Regions from separate parts of the Mus musculus genome. Here regions 1 and 3 are each linked to region 2. A link is a contact called in public Hi-C data. All regions are on one chromosome and are shown on one strand. The core of a region is the stretch at or near the end of the contact, and the rest is flanking DNA. Distances in the headings are between cores, read along the strand shown. Region 1 has its middle 24 kb from the start of Mir6899. Region 2 has its middle 95 kb from the start of Gm35803. Region 3 has its middle 30 kb from the start of Gm13749.

Region 1 (2,700 bases), core at 13-2,512, 360 kb after region 2:
AGGTAAGCCATAGGTAAGGCAGGAGCAAGGCAAATGTCACCCAGAGACTCTTCTATAGGGTAAAGCACAAACTACGCCCCTTTCATGGTCGTGAGGTAAACTTTAGAATATTCCATCTAGCCTTGCAGACACTTGAGCTGTGTATGCTAATAATTCGTGGTGAACTCCTACCTTCAGGGACAGCGTGCCGACTCCCCTTAGCAGAAAGATGGGTTCCTCCGCATTCATACCTGTGACATTCACCTGTGAACAGTGCTAGAGGGAAAAAAATCAGAATCATTCGCGGCAGCTCCATGAGAGCAAGAGCAGAGAACACAGTGAGAGAAAAGCCCTAATTTCATTCCAATTAGGACAAAGATAACGTGTGTAAGATATGCGACTTTTGTCACGGGTAAAACAGCCTAGTAGAAGAAAAGGATAAGAGAAGGCTCTAGATTCATTTCCCTAGCTCTCGGGCTGTGACACTGGTGAGCTGTGTGGCCTGAAGTCCATTGCTTGGCCTCTCTGGGCCTTGATCTTTCAGCAGTGCTGCAGTGGCTGCAAGTAAGGAAAATGGACAGAGTAGGAGGGAGACACCAGGCTACTTCCCCTCCTGCGCCAGATCTTTTAAACAGGATTTCCTCTTGCAGTTTGGAATTCCAAAAATATTCCAAGATTAATTTTACAAGCATTGAGGAGACTTGAGCACACACCACCTGTACTGTTCTGGCTCCTTTGAAGATGCCTGCAGGAATTCTCTAGTCTATGCAAGGGAACAAGTGGGCCGTCCTTGTATGCTTGCTGTGGTAGCATACATATCACAAACAGAAATTCTAAACACTGGGATCGGGTTTCCTAGTACGTGTGTAGTTTTCTTGTCACCTCTTTGACTGCCCTTCTGGGTGCCCAAACACAGTGCCCCCCTACTTCTCAAGAGTCTACCTTGTAGCTGGTTAGTTCACGCCTGAGATGGGCTTTTCCCAGCTTCCTTCCGGCTGTTTCTCCACTGGCTGAATTCCTCAAAAACTAATCAATGTGTTCTCAGAAAACAGAACCTGGCTAGGAATGTTTATCATTTTCTTTGCTAAGTGCTGTTTTTTTTACACGTTGGACCTCTGATTTCCTACAATTCTTGGAGAGCACTGGCAGGAAGAGGGTAGGAAACCCCGTGCCATAGAGGGACTGTGATTAAGTCGGCTTCCGTTCTCTCCTTCCTTTCTGGGCTGGAGTGAGCTGGGTGCCCTGAACCAGCGGCTCTCCCCACCCCCCACCCCACAGGAGGCCAGTGTCTTTGATGGTGTATTTTTAGACGATCTGAACAGAATGACCGCTGCGTGTCTGTCCCTCCCCAGCAGCAGGCTTTTCCATTTACTTGCTTGTTCACTGATTTGGATTTCCTTCCAAATAAAATGTAAGCAAGGCCAACGCGCTGTCGTTAGAAAACATTCCTGCCTTGAGAAGCAGCTTTCAAGGAGAAATGATGGAAATGAGAGTAAAAGGAAAGGCGTCAAGGGTTCCAAAAGCATCCCCACAGTGGTCTAAGAGGAACTTTCAGTTTTTAATGTGCATGTGTGCGCGCGTGTGTGTACATATGCATAAGCTGTGAAGACCAGAGGTCAAGGTCCGGTCTCACCTCTGTCTTTCTCTACCTTCATTTTGAAACAGTGTCTCTCACTGGGTCTGGAGCTCACCAATTGGACTGAGGTGGCTAGCTAACCAGCTCCAGGAAGCCTCAGGTCTTTGCCATCACTCCCTCCCTCCCCAGTCGCAGATGCCTGCTCTTTTAGCCGATGCTGTAGACCTAGACTCAGGTCCGCCTCACTCTTGCTAACCCTAGACCATCGGAGCTGTTTCCCCTCTAAGAGACACTTGATAGTGACTGTCACAACCTGATCACAGGTGGTAGTGTGTTTCCAACTCTGATAGCACATCTGATCTCATTGCTTTATTATCTAGATTTTAAATAATAGTTCTCATGACAGGGAACTAGGGAAACAGCCAGGATCTAAGCCTGTGTCCTTAGCACCATCTCTCCTTTGTATTGAGGACACTAGAGCCCAGGGAGGGCCATTAGCCCAGGGAGATTTGGCTGTAGGACCCTAAATAGGAAGCCTGAGATTTTAAAAAAAGCAACTCTACTAATTCTATTTCTCCTTGGTGTGCTGTCCAGCCCATACCGAGCAAATTTAACTCAACCATGATAGGTTGTACAAAGATTTGCGTCACTTAGCAGATCTTTATGTTTATAAATGGGTTAAAATATTCTGTAAATTTGCTTGCTCAGAAGGTGTGCTCTACTCTGTTTAGATTAAAGCAGGCAGCTTTGTTTTACAAGTGAAGCCACAGCTACACCATTGTATGTGTTCTTTTACAAGAGGAAGCATTTTCGTTTGGTGTTTTATGATACAGGAGTTGGGATTAATTAATTTACTAATTTAGCTAATGAGTAAATGCTAAGCTAAAGACTGGGCTAAACCCTGGGAATTCAAGGATGCTCAAGGCAATTTATATTAGTTAGAACTGTGTGTTTATGCTTATTCATTTGCTTTGGTGGTGACAGAAACTCAACATGAAAAGGCCTCGCACAAAGGGGAGTTCATTGGAAGTATCTCGGCATATACACAATTCAGTACAGGACTATAGGATGGAATGTACTTCTAGAAACATTCAGACTGGGAATTCACTTGCTCAGGCCTTCCCCTCCATGCATTTATTTCACTG
Region 2 (2,700 bases), core at 86-2,585:
TTTACGATACCTCCGATTAAGGCAAATTGCCTCCAAAAAGAGTTGGGAGCTTAGTCAGGGTTTCTATTCCTGCACAAACATCATGACCAAGAAGCAAGTTAGGGTGGAAAGGGTTTATTCAGCTTACACTTCCATGCTGCTGTTCATCACCAGGGAAGTCAGGACTGGAACTCAAGCAGGGCAGGGAGCAGGAGCTGATGCAGAGGCCATGGAGGGATGTTCTTTACTGGCTTGCTTCCCCTGGCTTACTCAGCCTGCTCTCTTATAGAACCAAGACTACCAGCCCAGAGATGGCACCACCCACAAGGGGCCTTTCCCCCTTTATCACTAATTGAGAAAATACCCCACAGCTGGATCTCATGGAGACATTTCCTCAACTGAAGCTCCTTTCTCTGTGATAACTCCAGCTGTGTCAAGTTGACACAAAACTAGCCAGTACAGGAGCACAGACCCACAGAGTGGGCTAATGCTGAGAGGCCAGTTTCCACAGGCGAGGAGGACACCGTGAGCTGTTGTCACATAGTTTCTAGAGTCACCCAGAGCTCCACTTCCTGGTGGCGAGAGGTCACAGTTCTGAAAGATGTGCTGCTTGTTGACTCGTTCCGTGCATTTCCGGTGTGGATCTTGTGCCTTTCATTCAAGTTACTGACTCAGCTTAACCCTGCTTAGCTTGCAAGACCTTTCAGGGAAGTCAGAGCACGAGATGCAGTCACTGCAAGTTGTCACACATGATTAAGTAGCCAGAGGGAGTGATTTATGTGGAAAGATTAAAATCCCTAAATATGTATGGCCATGTGCTACTCTGATTGAGTGGGGCTTTGGGTATTTGGAAACTGCCCTGTGGGAAGTCTGCAGATTTCCACAGGGTGGGTGGGTGGGAAGTATTACTTTCAAGGGTTGACAGGCCACGTGGGTGGCAGAAATGTGACTATATGAAAATAGGGTGCTGCTTCCTGCTGGAGCCGAGCAGCTCAGATTCAAACAGGAAATTCTCGGGCATTATTTTGTCAGATTGGCTCTGGAACACTTCACCCGTGAAGGTGATATTCTGTGCCATCCGTTCTGTTCTCATCTCTGACCTTCCTGCTCTGTGGGTGGGGCTTCCTCCCCTTCTTCCCACTGTCTGTCCATGAACACCACTCCCTGCGTGCTTTATTCCTGCTTTGTTACTGACAACATCCTTACTAGCCTTCTTCCACCAGATCAGTCAAATAGACTATGAAGAGCCCTGACTTTGTTAGTCCTGGACTTACTATGTCCTAATCATAATCTTCCAGGTCACTCAGGATGCCACTGACCAAGCCATTAGTAATGGCTGGGATGACTTATGTAAGCAAGGATGTGGGGTCATCAAATAGAGTAAGAAGGCTGAAGCCACAGACAGAAGGACCAGCCTGAGTCACCACATTAAGACTAACGGGAGTGAAAGAGAAGCACTTTAGTAGTCTCACAGCATGGCAACAACCCCCTGGAGATTAGGCTTAAACAACAGAAACATTCTCTCAAGTTGTGGAGTCTGAAAGTCTCAGATCAGCTGCTATCTCATTTGGTTTCTGGCTTACCTTCTCAATATATGATCACATGGCAGAAGAGGAAGCTTTGGTATCTCTTCCCATCTGTGTATAATGTGTGCGCATATGTGTGTGTGTGTGTGTGTGTGTGTGTGTGTGTGTATGTACATGTACACAGGTTGAAGGGAAACTTCAGGTATTGCTTCTGCATCATCTTCTACCTTTTGAGACAAGGTTTCTGATTGGTCTGGAACTTTACCATGGCCAAGTTAGCTGGCCAGAGAGCGAAGAAACCTGCTTCTCTCTGACCCCCATAACTGGACTGAGTTCTGGATTATTTGACCTAAGGTCCTTATGCTTACAAGGCAAGTAAGCACTTTACTGACTGAGCCATCTTCCTGGCCTTTCCTCTTTTTATCAGAGTCTTATTCGCACACTGGAGTCTTATATCCGAGACTATATCTAGGCATAATTACCTCCCAGATTCTATCCCATTGGGACATAAGCTTTAGTATGTGACTCTGAAGCTGCTAGTGGTGGAGGGACCAGAGAGACACAGTTTTTAGTTTATGATGGAATACCTGAGTCCATGTCATGGTTTGTACAACCTGGTTACTTTATCATCAACACACTGAACACAAAGATGTTTTCCTAGCAGTTTTCTCTGAAGAATGAGCCAAAGGTAATGTATCTGTGTTTCTTCCACGCATCAGCAGGCTTCCTGAAGTCTACTGAAACTTGTGCATTCTTTCATTCTTCCCTTGATGGAGCTTGTGCTCCAGCCTGGTGGCACCCATATCATACCATGTCCTATGTCGTCACTGACCCTTTATTTCTAGATTATCTTCATGCTTACTAAGATTGTCTGCCACACTTTGCTTTTCTGATCATATCTACCTTAAAAGTCATCTCCTCTAGGAGGCCCTCTGGGATTGTGTTAAAAGCACCAAAGTGCCTTATATTTATCTGCATGTGGCAGAGAATTCAGTATCATATTTGTTTGAATTTTGTTTGTTTGTTTGTTTTGAGACAGGGTTTCTCTGTATAGCCCTGGCTGTCCTGGAACTCTCTTTGTAGACCAGGCTGGCCTTGAACTCAGAAATCTGCCTGCCTCTGCTCCCGAGTGCTGAGATTAAAGGCGTGCACCACCACGCCCAGCTTGTTTGAATTTTTGCTATCCCTTCTATCC
Region 3 (2,700 bases), core at 10-2,509, 380 kb after region 2:
GGCACCCTCCAACCTGCTTAGATGAAGAGGGTTTTCACAGCAGTGGGCGGTGCCATAGATAGCGTGGTTGCTAAGGATGTCATTATCACTCTGATTGCAGGAACCGGTGAGTTAATTGGCATGACCTCATTCAGGCCCTCCGGGGCCTACCTGTTCACAAATTATACAGGAGACAAAAAGTTGATCTTTTTATAGTGTCAGGAGGCAGCACCTGTTAACATTTAACAGAAGGTTTGAGAGAAGCTGGGGTACACAGTATTTATCTACCTGTTATCTTCCTCTCACCCCGAATGGCTTCCTCCTCACTGAATAGTCTTGAGACTTATCTTTCTAAAGCTTCCTTCTTGGTTGTTTCCTTTGTTTCCTGTAGAGGAAGTGAGATTTTTTTCCTGGTGGGAAAATCAGCCATTAAACTGAGGAAGGCTTGAGGAAATGAACTGAAATGTCTTGAAGGAAGAAAAATAGCACTATGAAGATGAAAAGGAACCGGGGATAATGGAGATTGATCGCTCGATCTATCTATGGCCTCAAATAAAACTGATCGGATTTAGCACGTTAGGTTATAGTTAAAAAGCTTCGTTGTTTCGGTTGGGGTAATACAGTTTCAGATTTTCACGGGAAGCCATTTATTTATTTTTGCATTTGTGAGTCATTTAGTCATTCCCTTGTGAGTGAGAATACATTTATTTCCCTGCTCCCTGCTGTTAGGCGTTCTATTAATACCACACTAGTTGAAATAAATGGAGCAGGAGAAACTGTTTGGTGGTGAATTTGTTTTTCAAAAAAATTTTTTTTGAACTGCTATTTTGGTAAGTTGGCTTTCCAACCCCTCCTGTGGTTTAAAGAGTGGTAACTTCTCACCCTTTCGCTTCCCCGACTCATGGTAGTGTGTGTGTGTGTGTGTGTGTGTGTGTTCCCTGCTCCTGTTCCAATATTGACAGCATCAAGGCCGTGGGAAGCCTTACAACCCAAGATGCGCATGCAGGAGAACCAGCCTGTGCTAAAATACCCCACCAAGCAGCAGGACTGTCAGAAATTTCAAACAAACGGACAGTTTTCTGGAGCGCAAGTTCTCATGCCTCTCTTTTGAACTCTGCCCCAAAGGAAACTCCAGCTTAATAACCAGGGGTTGGTTCTCCAGGTTAGAGGGAAGCGGCAAGGGTCGTGTTTCCCAGAGTCCACATGGGAGATTTTCAAATCACAGCGACTGTGCTCAGACACAATGCCCTTTGCTCGCGAGCCATGGCAGCACAGCTGAGCAAGATATAATGTGCTTGTTGTTCTGGACGGCTAATTACCATCAGTAATTGTTTGGGGCACTGAACACAGTGTGGGATAAAGACAGTTTTTTATAATTTTTTTTCAGGGAGGAGGGTCGATTCCACTCTCAGTCTTGAACCACATCAGCCCATTAGGCTGATTTGCCAGGTTGCCTCTGAGGACAGGTTCAGAAAAGCCCGTGGTGGGCCCCAGAAAAGCCCGTGGTGGACCCCAGAAAAGCCCGTTGTGGACCCCAGAAAAGACCGTGAACCACACACTGTTTCTGTCTGGCGAAGGTCAGGCAAACCCTGGAATTACTCACAGGGCTTTCACATCCCTGACTGCTCTGATGAGGATGGGGGAGGGGACAAGAGGGAGTAGTAGAAAGTGTCCATCTCCGGCCAGGGGGAGGGGTAAGGGGCTGGACAAGAGCACTCTGTTCTATTTGCTCCTTTCCCAGAAACCTTGAGAAGTGACAAAGAAAGAAAGAAAAGGCAAGCGAGGGACACATGTTCTCTCTCTCTCTCCCTCGCCTTTCTTCCTCTCTCTCTTCACTGCTTGCAATGGAGAGTCAATAACAGCAAAGATAATTTATGTTTAGGCTTAAACACCAACCCCAGAAGGTAATGTAGGGAGTGAAGGCAGAATGAAGATGATCCTCTGCATATAAGTATTTGGCTTCCTTTAAGGTTTTAAATTATGTACATCCAAGCTTGTATAAAGTGACCTCACCTGAAATTGACAGACAAAGATGCCGAGGCTCAGAAAAACAGTGTGAGTTCTCCAAGATGCAGGGCACACACTCAGGGGTGCTGAGACTAAATCGGAGATCTCCCATCACATGGAAGCTGATGTGTTCCTGAGACCACATGGTGCTTGCTGTACAGATCAGGATAGCATGCTAGGAGAAGGGTTGCAGCCAGGAGCCTGTGTGGCCTCCGGTTGGCCTTTCATCTTGGCTAGGATGGTGAGCTTGCTGATTTCTTTCACTTGTTTTATGAAACCAATAAAGTCAAGTGAGGCAAATGCTTTCCTGGCAAATCTGGGTGTGTTCTAATTGGCTTGTAGACGGACTTCCCGGCATTGCTAGGGAGTAATCCACCCACCCTAACCCCCTGAAGCTTACCTGCGAGGCATAAACAGGAACAGGGGTTAAGGCCTAGCTTACTAAAGGCACTTTCTTGGGGTAGGGGGATGGGGACGTTTTTGCCATTCATTTTCTACCTACATCCTTAAAATTTTCATCAAAGTTCCTAGACCTCTCAGGGCAGGCTCCTTTACAGGTGAGCTGCTCACTCCACTGGGAGGCTGGTTCTAATGTCCCCTTGTCCCAGCCCCTCTCAAGATTGGTTAATGGAATTGAATCAAAGCTCCTGAAACTTCATTCGCAAGGCCACCATGACTGTGCTTTATGCCAGGGACAATGAGGGTAGTATTGAC

The links. A called contact is a pair of places that touch in the nucleus more often than the background predicts.
Region 1: a Hi-C map of liver shows a contact between it and region 2, with 4 times the contacts expected there. The contact joins two enhancer-like sites. A contact is called at or near these places in 2 of 484 Hi-C or Micro-C datasets (cortical neurons and liver) and 1 of 9 other capture datasets (embryonic stem cells).
Region 3: a Hi-C map of the N1E-115 cell line shows a contact between it and region 2, with 2.4 times the contacts expected there. The contact joins two enhancer-like sites.

What each region holds. Positions count from the first base shown.
Region 1 is chr1:64,017,378-64,020,077 of GRCm38.p6, reverse strand. No RefSeq gene overlaps it. Among named protein-coding and RNA genes, the nearest start is that of Mir6899, 24 kb to the left of the region's middle. Within about 2 kb of position 1,262, at least 39 of the 459 cell types and tissues checked have an H3K27ac peak or open chromatin away from gene starts, as enhancers often do. A contact at or near this core is called in liver, where this site is marked.
Region 2 is chr1:64,372,811-64,375,510 of GRCm38.p6, reverse strand. No RefSeq gene overlaps it. Among named protein-coding and RNA genes, the nearest start is that of Gm35803, 95 kb to the right of the region's middle. Within about 2 kb of position 1,335, at least 34 of the 459 cell types and tissues checked have an H3K27ac peak or open chromatin away from gene starts, as enhancers often do. A contact at or near this core is called in the N1E-115 cell line and liver, where this site is marked.
Region 3 is chr1:63,993,375-63,996,074 of GRCm38.p6, reverse strand. No RefSeq gene overlaps it. Among named protein-coding and RNA genes, the nearest start is that of Gm13749, 30 kb to the right of the region's middle. RefSeq lists an enhancer at 1-2,700. Within about 2 kb of position 1,259, at least 114 of the 459 cell types and tissues checked have an H3K27ac peak or open chromatin away from gene starts, as enhancers often do. A contact at or near this core is called in the N1E-115 cell line, where this site is marked.